Regions from separate parts of the Mus musculus genome. Here all the other regions are linked to region 2. The links are chromatin contacts, called in public promoter capture Hi-C maps. All regions are on one chromosome and are shown on one strand. Each heading gives the region's core, a stretch centred on a gene start, on an enhancer-like site or on the middle of the called end of the contact. The rest is flanking DNA. Distances are from core to core; before and after follow the strand shown.

The links. Promoter capture Hi-C pulls out the DNA fragments that hold promoters and counts their contacts.
Region 1: a promoter capture Hi-C map of embryonic stem cells shows a contact between it and region 2, with 3 times the contacts expected there. The contact joins the promoter of Helt here to the promoter of Trappc11 in region 2. A contact is called at or near these places in 3 of 39 promoter capture datasets (embryonic stem cells, hippocampal neurons and pre-B cells).
Region 3: a contact with region 2 is called in a promoter capture Hi-C map of pre-B cells, with 3 times the contacts expected there. The contact joins the enhancer-like site here to the promoter of Trappc11 in region 2. A contact is called at or near these places in 3 of 39 promoter capture datasets (the HPC-7 cell line, hippocampal neurons and pre-B cells) and 2 of 9 other capture datasets (adipose tissue and liver).
Region 4: a contact with region 2 is called in a promoter capture Hi-C map of pre-B cells, with 6 times the contacts expected there. The contact joins the promoter of Lrp2bp here to the promoter of Trappc11 in region 2. A contact is called at or near these places in 5 of 39 promoter capture datasets (hippocampal neurons, liver, neutrophils and 1 more) and 1 of 9 other capture datasets (adipose tissue).

What each region holds. Positions count from the first base shown.
Region 1 is chr8:46,293,320-46,296,019 of GRCm38.p6, forward strand. Helt (helt bHLH transcription factor) reads right to left here and starts at 1,352. Exons shown (of 4, transcript NM_173789.4): 1 at 705-1,352; 2 at 166-270. The coding sequence starts at 731.
Region 2 is chr8:47,531,928-47,534,733 of GRCm38.p6, forward strand. Trappc11 (trafficking protein particle complex 11) reads right to left here and starts at 1,543. Exons shown (of 30, transcript NM_177240.3): 1 at 1,392-1,543. It overlaps Rwdd4a (RWD domain containing 4A), which reads left to right and starts at 1,718. Exons shown (of 8, transcript NM_203507.3): 1 at 1,718-2,016. The coding sequence starts at 1,993.
Region 3 is chr8:46,511,364-46,514,149 of GRCm38.p6, forward strand. Acsl1 (acyl-CoA synthetase long-chain family member 1) reads left to right here. Exons shown (of 21, transcript NM_007981.4): 5 at 1-98; 6 at 1,928-2,027; 7 at 2,210-2,388. Among named protein-coding and RNA genes, the nearest start is that of Cenpu, 39 kb to the right of the region's middle. Within about 2 kb of position 1,403, at least 42 of the 459 cell types and tissues checked have an H3K27ac peak or open chromatin away from gene starts, as enhancers often do. A contact at or near this core is called in pre-B cells, where this site is marked.
Region 4 is chr8:46,009,322-46,012,021 of GRCm38.p6, forward strand. It overlaps Lrp2bp (Lrp2 binding protein), which reads left to right and starts at 1,281. Exons shown (of 9, transcript NM_026278.3): 1 at 1,281-1,479; 2 at 1,793-1,913; 3 at 2,625-2,700. The coding sequence starts at 1,814.

The sequences.
Region 1 (2,700 bases), core at 102-2,601, 1.2 Mb before region 2:
ATGCTCTCTGTCTTCTGTAGGGGAGCAGCCAGGAAGATGCTGGCGTCAGAGAGGCTACTGCCGCCCAGAGTGGGGCGAGTTCTCTTAGGCCAGCAGCGTCTGTAGAGACTTTGGGGACTCTGCAGAGAGTGACAGTGGGGGAGTACCCAGCACCACAAACGTTACCTGTTTCGCCAGGGCCATAGGGACTGTCTTGCCCAGCTCGTTCAAGCAGCGGTTAATTCGGTCCCTCCTTCTCTTTTCTATCACTTTATGAGAAACCGGGGTTCTCTGTAAACAGAAAGTTTTGCATTTAAGATGGCTTCGCCCAAGGAGTCATCCAAGGCAAAGCTTCTGTGTTACAAGGGTCACTAATTCGCCAACCCGAAGAGACCCCTGCCCCGCCACACTAGACCAAGAGAGCTCTGTGTCCCCGGACTCAGAGCTCTGTGTCCGTGCTGGCTGGCTCTCTTGCCGTTCAACTTCCCTACACATCCCTGCCAAGGCCAAGCTAAGTGCCAAGGCTCTGGGACGTGGCCACCCGCCTCCCAGAGTGAGCTGTCTCCAATCAAGGACTCTCCTTCCAGTCTCTGTTCCCTTTCCAAACCACTCTGGATTTCTCCACACTTAAAGTTCTGGGTGGCACATCTTAGTCATCTATCCAGCCAGATGTCAGGTTAGTTGGTGAGTCACACTCTTCCACCACCAGAGCGCAAGGAACTCACTTTGCGTTCCTTGAGCCTGTCAGACATTCTGGTGTGCGTGCGCGCCCTCGGCAGAGGCGGTGGCGCGAGGCACTCGTCCACGTTCCACCTCGTGTGCCTCTTCAAGTGTTCCAGGTAGACTGCAGCCTCCCAGGTCCGAGGGGGCTCCCTTTATAAAGCAGCCATCTAGGACTGCAAGTGCATTCTCACGCGCTGAATTATTCCATAGGATTAGGAGTTCTGCGTTTGGAGCATGTATGCATTCAAGGTCAGTTTTAAAGAAGTTGACAAAAAAATTTTTAGCAGCCGAGGGGGGCGAGGTGGGGGCAGATCAGCTTTGTTAATCCACGTGGCTCTTCAAAGGACACGTGATTCGTCCAGGAATAACATTTGCATGGCAACAGGCACCTCAGGAAGAGGGGGCGAGAAACTGGAGCCGGCGGACCAGCGAGCGCCTGCACTCTTAGCCGGCGCAGAGCGCAGGGGCGCAGTGGCTGCGGGCACCGGGGGGCGAGGACCTTCACAAAACAGCGTCGCTTCCTTTAGTCCCACCGCTGAGTCTCACACGATCGCCTGTTTACAAATCCCAGCAAGCCCGCGGTCCCAGCGCCGAGTGCGTTTTAAAGCCTGTCCAGAGTCATTAAAGTAATTAAGTAAGCCTTTAATAGGCTGTTCCGCCGGGTTCAAGGGAGAGCTTCTGGAGACGGAGGCGCCCCGTTTGTTCCCAGGCTTTTCTCACACGACTTGGTGACACGTCCGTCTCCCCCCTTTTTGTTTACACCGCTTTATTTGTCCGGACATCCCGGCAGGTGTGGGGCTGCGGCTGGCACACGAGGCTCCCGCCTCGCTTCGCCCCTCCCGCGGGCCTTTGGCACGCGACTCTCTCCTCCCCCCGCCCCAGTCTCTGACCAAATCCTCTGCTTTCTTTTCTCCCCCCTCCGGCTCTCTCTTCGCGGGGGGAAGAGGCTCAATTTGTAGCCTATTATCCTATAGGAAAATGTCCATTGAAAAGTATGAATAGTTTCATTGGGCTAAATTTTAATAATGCCAAGAGTGGGGTGGAGGACAGACAGGCGGGTGTGTGTGTGTGTGTGTGTGTGTGTGTGTGTGTGTGTGTGTGTGTGTGTGTGTGAGGGGGGTGGGAGGATTGGGGCAACACAGAGGAGAGTGGGCCGAGAAGAAAAGGGAGAATGCAGCTGGCCCAGGCGAGCATTATGCGCCGTCACCTGCATGAGGGGGCGCCTACAGACCCCTATTCATTTGCCTAATTTTGGTCAATTTAACAAACTTCAGGAGAAATTATTGTGGCTTTGTCAGGGAGGGTGAAGCCTTCTGATCGAATTAACAGCATGTTTTGATCCGGTAAATGTCATTAGAAAGGGAGAAACAATCGCGCTTAGAGGGCTCTGGGTAATGCGCCCAAGTGGAGACGCCAAAGCGCACAGCTCACAAAGGGAGCAAGTAGCTGCCACAGGGAACTTTTGTACCCGCCCATCGCCCAAGTTTTGACACAAAAAGGCATTATTTCATACTTGAATACGTTTAATCCAACGATTGTCTATTTTTTGCAAACATATTTTCACAGCATTGTTAACTTTTTATGTCCCCCTCTCGCGGGCGCCTTTTCTTAACGTTTGGGGGCGGGAGAGCGCAGACACTTTGGGCATCAATATTTGTCACTGAAAAGGGTCCCGTGAAGTTAGGGAATTTGATCTCTTTTTTATGGTTTTAGAAAGCGAAATATGGGGGGGGGGGAGGGAAGAGACGGACAGAAACTCAGAAGGAAACTTACTGGACAGGCCCAGAGGGAAGGAGGGGGTGGCAGTTCCTGGGAACTCTCTCTCTTTGCTCGCTGTGTCTTTGCCTTGAGCCTGCTGTACAGCCCCAGACCTCTACCAACCAACCTCTCATTGCTGCCTCTGGGCATGTGGGGGGTGGTGGAGGGGGCGAGCTTTCCTTCATATAAAAACAATAAAAATGACCTTTGCTTTATGACTTTATTCCAGAGTCAGCAAGT
Region 2 (2,806 bases), core at 293-2,792:
GGAAAGCTTGCCAGAAATGATGTATCTACACCATAAGCTTGCAGAACTGCTTCAAAAGACCTTTGGGGAGGGTTGTGCTATGAGGGCAAAGAAATCCACAGCTTCTGGGGAGTAAGATGAAGAGCAAAATAGAAGTGGTCAAAATATAATATGGCTACCATATCTGCCTAAAACCAAACAGTCTAGATGAGAATGTGAAAGGGCCTTTTCCCTTGATCTTAGAGGCTCCAAAGAAATAGCTGTGGCCCTTGAATATTGACCGGCTATAAGGGGAAGTAGAATAAACTTGCAAAGTTTTAAAATTAGCACCACCTGAGAGGTATACAGCATGAATCAAAGAAAAAAAAAGTCAAAATTTCCAGCAGTTATGTTAGAAGGGAAAAGAGAAGTTGGCTCAGAAAGCACTCCTGAAAACCCATCATTGGAGAGGCAGAGGCAGGGGGCAGTTTCAGGCCAGCCAGGGCTATGGAGATATCAAAGACAGCCTCCCAACTCCCCCCCAAAAGAAAAAGAAAGATGTGGGATTTTAGATATATTCTATTTTAGCCAACAATATTTTCCAAACATCATTATAAGTTATCGATGAACTTGTAAAAACCTATTTGTGCATTGTCTTCAAGCCTGTGCGTATTTTATAGGAACTGCACACCCTCCGTTAAACTAGCAGATTTCAAGTGCTCTCTAGCCTTCCCTTAGTTACTGGCTCTCACAGCTGACAGTGTAAATCTTTTCCAACAACGTCATGAAAACTACACCAGCAATCCCGGCTTTATTCTACCTTACAAGCTTGGACACTTGCAATGGTCCTGACTATGCTGTAGGAAAATTTAAAAAGGAACGGAACAGGACAAGTGTTGACTGAATAGATTTCAGTGACACACAGGAAAGAAATCGCTTCCTGATTTCCCGGAAAATAATGGAGAAACCAAGCAAACCATTGACAGAGAGGGAACATGGAGAAGTACAAAGTTAAGTCCTCAGCACCAGATCACCTCGTCAGTGCAATCTATCATAGAAGAGAAACAAGCTAACCCAATCAGAGTATCTACTAAAGAAGACGGCTATCAATAAACAGGTGGTTTGGGATGCAAGTCACCGGCTAACAAGCAAGGATTCAGAGACATCCGATTGCAAAACGCTCAAATGAAGAACCAAAGGGCTGTCCCTAGGATCTCAGCATTAGGCTCTAGTAGCTGCCACTGGGCAAGGAGAATAACCTCAAAGTCCTAGAAACTGACATTATTTTCCTCCACCACTCCCACCTCTCTGGCAATAATTCTTTGCAGGGGAAGGAGAAACGCCAAGATTGCATCGGTGGACGCCAAGGGGAAACGCAGGCCACCAAGCCAGCCGGGATAGCCTGGCCTGGAAGGTCTCTGGGCCCAACTCACCCTGGCCGCACGCCCTGGACCCGCTGCAGCTGCGGCGAGTCGCCGTCAGCCCCGAAAGAGGCAAGAGAGCCAGGCAGGGGCGTCTAGGAATGCGGCCACCGACAAGCAACAGCCCCAGCCGCAGACCGGGCGACAGAAGGCGACACTTCCTTTTCCCCGCCTCCGCTGGCACAGGAAGCACTTCCTGGGCTTGAGTGACAGCACTCCACACCAGTCCTGGAATAGAACGGGTTTCCTTGTTAGGAAGGTGTTCCATTTCCTAGAGGAGAAAGAGTTGGGGGCGGAAAGAGAAGGAGCCAATAGGAGACGCGATCGTGAGAAGGGGCGGGGCTTCCTCGGTACCGCCCATCAGTAACTGGTCAGAGGTCTAGGTGTCCCTTAACGTGATCCCGGTTCCCGATCACACATAACGCGATCCTGGGTTCCCGGCCCACAATCGACTGCCGGTGGCTTGGTGCTGCCGAGGATCTGGAGCGCACGAGGTCGTACCCACGGCTGCGAGGAGGATTTCTCTAGACCGAGGCGCGGAAACGGGGTGCCCCGGCCTCCCGCCCGCTGCCCGCCCGTTCATCGCGGTAGCGAACGCCGTGCGCCCGGCACGATGGGTGCCAACGAGGACCAAGAGGTGAGAACCCAGGACTAGACACCCCTGTCCCGGCGCAGGTCACGACGTGGAGCACCCAGACTTCGCACGTGTCCTTTGCTCTGAGAACCTTCTTCGCCTGTCCGGATGTCCCACGTTGGTGGTTCCCCTGCCAGATAGCACTGGGCAACCTTATGGCCAGCAAGCACGAATGGGTTACGTGAGACTCAGCCTCCCGCTTCCCTCATTTGTCATTTTTGTATTTAGGTCTTCCTAGATTTCCTTGGTAAGATGAGTGTCCTTGGTCCACGACCCTAGAGCACTTGGCCGTCCTTAAATCCCTTGTGTGGCTTAGCGCTTGTGTGTCGAGTTATTCTGTCTTCAAATCTGAACGCCTTTAAATTTGAAAACTTGTGGTCTCGTGGAAAGGGTCGATCGAGTAAGTAAAATCTCTACAGAAAAATGAATGACCCTGGTGTTTCGGTTTCTGTCCATAATGCTCAGTGAAGTCACTCCTCAGTCTGTTGTTGAGGGATATACAATATTTTTGAGCATCCTCATGTCAATCAGAATTTTGTAGTTTGTGTTTTGGTTTTTGTTGTTGTTGTTATTGGTGGTGGTGGTTTGTTTGCTTTGCAAAATATCAAAGTCGGAAGGAATAGGTCCTATAAATCACCTGTCATTGAACTTTCCAACTCTGTAATGTGTCCAGATGAAAAAGGAAAAAGAGCACCCTAGCTTGGTGAACGTGGTAGAGTAAGGATTAGAAGATAAATCCCACCTGGCGGTAGTGGTGTACGCCTTTAATCCCAGTGTTAGGGTGGCAGAGGCA
Region 3 (2,786 bases), core at 153-2,652, 1.0 Mb before region 2:
CAGAACTGGCTGAGTGCATAGGCTCCGGGCTGATCCAGAAGGGGTTCAAGCCTTGCTCCGAGCAGTTCATCGGCCTCTTCTCTCAAAACAGACCCGAGGTATTAACCAGGAGCCGGCAGAGCCGCTCACTGTGCTGGGTCTCCAGGGCCCTTCGTGGTTCCCCCTGCAGCTGCTGGGGACTAGGCTTTGTTCTCTGGTTTAGGCTGAGTATAAGGCTTTGCGGTTTGTCTTAGAAAGTTCCAGGTATGAAAATGAGAACTGAGAATTTCTCTTCAACTTTCAAGAGAAAAAAAAAATCATCTCCCCTTAATTTTTTGTTTTGTTTGTTTTGAGTTTTCTTAATTCAGGTCATGAAACAAAATTCTTAGAAAAAAAGTGTCAAATCAGAAGTTTCTTACCTTCAAGGGCTACCTCTGAGACTGGATAAACAGGGTTAGTAAATTGTTAATAATAAATTACAGCAGAGAAGCTCGGATACATTTTTGTTAGTAGCAAACTCTTCCTCCTGAGAGGTCTGAGCCTTCCTTCCTTTCGATCAAATTTCCAAACCTAAGATACTGTGAAATATGCGCTATGAGCTGCTCTCCTTATAGATTTACAGCTGTTGATTGGATATGGAGGCTCACACGTAGTACTTAAGAAAAGAGACTTGAGGGGCTAGAGAGAAGGCTCAGTAGTTCAGAGCAGACACACACTGCTCCTCCAGAGACCAGAGTTTCCGTCCCAGAACCTACATCAGGTGGCTCACAAGTACTCAAAGCTCCAACTCCTCTGGTCTTATGGGTACCTACACACACACACACACACACACACACACACACACACACACACACACTTAAAAATAATTTTAGAAAAAAAAGACTTAAAATGGGGTGTTACTTTTAAAGTACTGCTAACAAGTTATATCAGCAATAACTATCTTGGAAAAATTCAAGCATCATTTTTTTTTTATTGCTGCTTATGTCCAGAAAAGTGTCTTGGTTTTCCTGTCCCTGTGTTGTGTCTGGTTTTATAAGTTCTTCTATCCATGGGTCTCATGTTCCTTGAAGAATCGTCACTGTCTATGGCTGGCCCATGCTTAGTCTTAAGGGGTGACTTGGTTTTCTTTTGAATCTCAGGGACAGATCCAAGCTTTTTCCATCAATAGAATTGTTATCATCTACCTAAACCACAAAACAGATCCTTCGTTTTAAGGGATAGATTACTGATGGTTTCTCTGAAATGTGATACGTGTGGATACAGGAAAGGACTGTGGGAGCCCAGCCAAGGAGAGATCCTGAGTAGAGTCTTGGAGGAAATCTTAAAACAAAGCAAAAACCACAGGCACAGCGCCGAGTCCACACCACATGCCTGTGACGGATCGGTCCTCTCCCACGGCAGCTGCTCCCTTTTCTGTGCTGTGATCAGCATCCTGTATGCCATTTGAAAAGTGCAGCTGAGATAAGGGCGTGTCTTGCAGTTGAAGAGGGACAGTGCCACATGTGCCTGGGAGATCAGTCAGTTCTAGGCAGCTGAGGTTAGTGGTAAGGTGACCCAGTTACTGTATCACTGCTGTCCCTGGTCACTTTACTAAGGGGATTTTTTTTTTCAAGACCACTTTCCGCTGTCTTAGCCTGTAATGATCGTTTCCTCAAACGCTTACATCAGTACAGCTTGATTTTAAGGAAGGGCAGATTGTTGTATGCAAACTTAAAGATTAATTTTTAAAGGGATATAAGGAGAAGATTTCAAGAATATGAAAAAGTTTAAAAGGAGGAGCAAGTCTTCTTGTTTGCTTTGAACTCTCCTGGAACCTGGCACACGGTGGGAGACAGACGTTAAGTTTGCTGCAGTGGATGCTTCTAATTTGACTCTCTGAGCATTGCCCTTGGCAGTGAGTGATTCTGGGGAGCCATCTCATTCTCTCTCTGTGACTTTTACCATTCAGTGGGTGATCGTCGAGCAAGGATGCTTCTCTTACTCAATGGTGGTCGTCCCGCTCTATGACACCCTTGGAGCTGACGCCATCACCTACATAGTGAACAAAGGTATGTCTTTGTCTTTGTGCCACCATAGCCCTAGGTATAGGCTTGATTCGATGACTTTACATTTATATATCTGCTTGGAAGGGGATATTACGTTTCAGTGTGCATCACTCTGGCATGCTAGTGTTTGTGTGTCAAGCTTTTAGCATCCTAGGGCTCACTCCTTATCACCTCTTCATTTACAGCTGAACTCTCTGTGATTTTTGCTGACAAGCCAGAAAAAGCCAAACTCTTATTAGAAGGTGTAGAAAACAAGTTAACACCATGCCTTAAAATCATAGTCATCATGGACTCCTACGGCAGTGATCTGGTGGAACGAGGCAAGAAGTGTGGGGTGGAAATCATCAGCCTCAAAGCTCTGGAGGTGAGTCCTTCCATACGGCCTTGTCTCTGAAGGGCTGGGTATGGTACCCAATGCCACTGTCATCCCAGTGCTGCTCAGCCACCTAAAGATACGGGACAAAATTCCCACCTGCCTATTGGACCAGGGTTAGGCCTGCGTGCTAAGAGTTGCTTCTGGGTTTTGTTTTGCTTGGCCTCGTTTTTTTAAGATGGTCCACCTCTGTAGTTGAGGCTGGTCTAGAGCCCACTGTGGAGCTCAGGGTAGCCTTGAACTTGCAGCAGTCTTTTCTTACCTTGGTCTCCCAAATGCTGGGATCACAGGAATGAGTTCACTTGTCCTAGTTAAGTTTCTGCTGCTATGTTAAAAATCATGGGCAAAAGCAACTGGGGGAGGAAAGGGTTTACGTGTGTGGCCTCATG
Region 4 (2,700 bases), core at 31-2,530, 1.5 Mb before region 2:
AAGAAATAATGTTATGGTTGGAGGGGTCACCACAATATGAGGACCTGTATTAAAGGGCCACAGCATTAGGAAGGTTGAGAACCTCTGCTCTAAACCTTGTTAGATAGTAGCACACTGTATTAATGTCTTCAGAGAAATAACATCTTTTCATCTAGTTTGTGAGTGGTGGTTGACAGTAGGCTGTCATATTTGGATTGCTTTCTTCTATATATCTTACACATGTGGCTTCGTTCATTGGGAACTTTATATTCTTTAGTGGAAACTTAGATTTTGCAATATACATAATCCAATTACTTTACTTTTTAAAGATTTATTCTTATGAGTATGTGTATGTGTGTCTGCATGCATATATGTCCCATGTGAGGGGTGCCAGCAGAGCCGAGAAGTGGGTGGTCACTCTCTAGAGCTGGAGCTACAGGTGGTTGGGACCCACTCAAGGTGGCTTCTGGGAACCAAGTTCAGATCCTCTGGAAACACTTTGACTTGTTTTTTTTTGTTGTTGTTGTTGTTTTGTTTTAATTAATTTCTTTCTATTTTTATGTGTATGAGTGGTTTGACTGCATGTGTGTATGTGTATCACTAGAGAGATACATGTGTGTACATGTACACTAGGCACATGTGTCTAGTGACTGAATAAGTCAGAAGAGGGCATCCAATCCCCAGGAACTGTGTTACAGACAGTTGTGAGATGCCCTGTGGTGTGCTGGGAACTAAACCCTGATGCTCTTAACTGCTGAAACCACATCTCCAACCCAGTAACCAGCAACTTTGTTTTTTGTCTGGTTGTGGACAGGGTCTCACTATTTCGTCCAGGCTGCCTTGTACTAGCAGAGATCTGCTAACCTCAGCCTCCTGAGTGCCAGAATTAAAGACATTTCGCCACCATGCTGGGCCCATTAACTTTGTATATCAAGGAAAGGACACTTTAAGAACCTTTATTTCAAACTACAGATAAAGAAATTAGCTCTTAATTAACTCCTCCCACATACAGACATTTCAGTGATTTTATTTTATTTTTATTTTTTGCTGACTTAGTAAACCATGTCTTTTTTTTTTTTTTTTTTTGAGTTCCACTCTCATCCAATGAAGCAGCGTGTTGCCTAAAATAGTATCCTGTAAGTATGTAAATGCAGCTTTCCAATCACACAAAGCTTCTCTTAAGAACTTCTGTAGACCACCAATCAGAGAGACCTGGCCTGGGCGCTGGCTCCTGATTGGTGGAAGTAAGTTGAACCAGTAGAATGTCAAAGACCAAAACAGAAAGAAAAAAAAAAAAGCATAGCAACAACAGAGTTTGCTGTCTTCACTACTCTCAGCTTAGGCCAACCTGGACTCCTTCAACCCAAATGAGGTGGCCCCTACATTTTATATGAAGGCTCTGATTTACCATGCAGCAGTGGTCCATCTGGTAACATGGCAATCCAGTACAGACTGGAAGAGAAGACTGAGCAACAGAGCTAAAACACAGTGTATTCCCAGGTAAAACAGACGCATCCTGTCATCCGAAACGGATTACTCTGGCCAGTTTCAGTTAAAGGGCGACAGGAAAGTCCTCCGTGACAGGAGCAGCGACTGTGAGCGGTGTAGTCTGTTGCCACTGAGTGGCAGCAGTTGGGAATGACAGGACGCCCCCTGCCATGTGTGAATCCTTAGCCAGTCGGGATTTGTTGCTAGCTCAGGGTCCCTTGGCCAGGCAATGTGGGGCAGATGCTTCTGTGATGGGGAGTGAAGTCTCCCTTGGTGCTTTCCCGGGAGGAGAAATTGTAACCACCTATGTGTTCTTCCTTAACAGGACCCACATTGTGGAGACAGGATGAAGCTGAGCAGCGAGAAGTTGCCCAAAAACCCTTTCTCTCTGTCTCAGTATGCTGCCAAACAACAGAAATTCTTCCAGTGGAAGAAGGAAAAGCCCGGTATACATCTGAATAGTTAATTCTTGCTTGGAAACTATTTTTACTGAAATTCCATGTAAGCTTAGAATAAACAAAACAAACAAACAAAAACCCATGCCACTGGTTTCCAGGAGGTAGTTAATGTTATACTCCTTTCTGGCTTTCCTGGAGATTAGTGACCTTCTTACTCAGACAGCAAGCTGATCCTGGAGGTGTTTCACAATTCAAGCCTGATTACATTTTCACCCCTCCCCCCCCCAGCACTTAGGGATTCGTTCTAAAAAAGAGACGCCAGATGTTGCTTCCCTCAGAGAGCGCAACGCTGCGCTTTACTTCAAATGGATACTGAAAGCTATTTTTACATAAGCTTGTAAAAACTAAACTGGAGATGGCCAGCCCATTTGATTAGTAGTCCTAACATGGCTCAGGCTAAGAGTTTAACTCATTCACAGACAGCTTTGCCCAGTGCATGCAGAGACTGCATTGGAGTGCCTACCCGGCAGTGAACCCTCACCCAAGCACAATAAACACTTCTTGATTATGCCAGGTGTGTGTTGGTGCTGTGATCATGACTCTGCTTAGGTTATGTTCTTTCTCTGAGCTAAGCTTTAGGGATGAGAAGTTGGAAAGAAACTGAGATTAACAGCATCTAATGAATTCTACGTTACGTGTGGCTTCACGAGAGAACCTGCACGTTATATAACTAACACCGTTTTTGCCTTTCTGAATCAGATTATTACCTCCACGCTAATTTGGTGGATACAGCATTGCAGTTCCTGAAAGAAAGAATAAGAAGAGGGGATGCTAT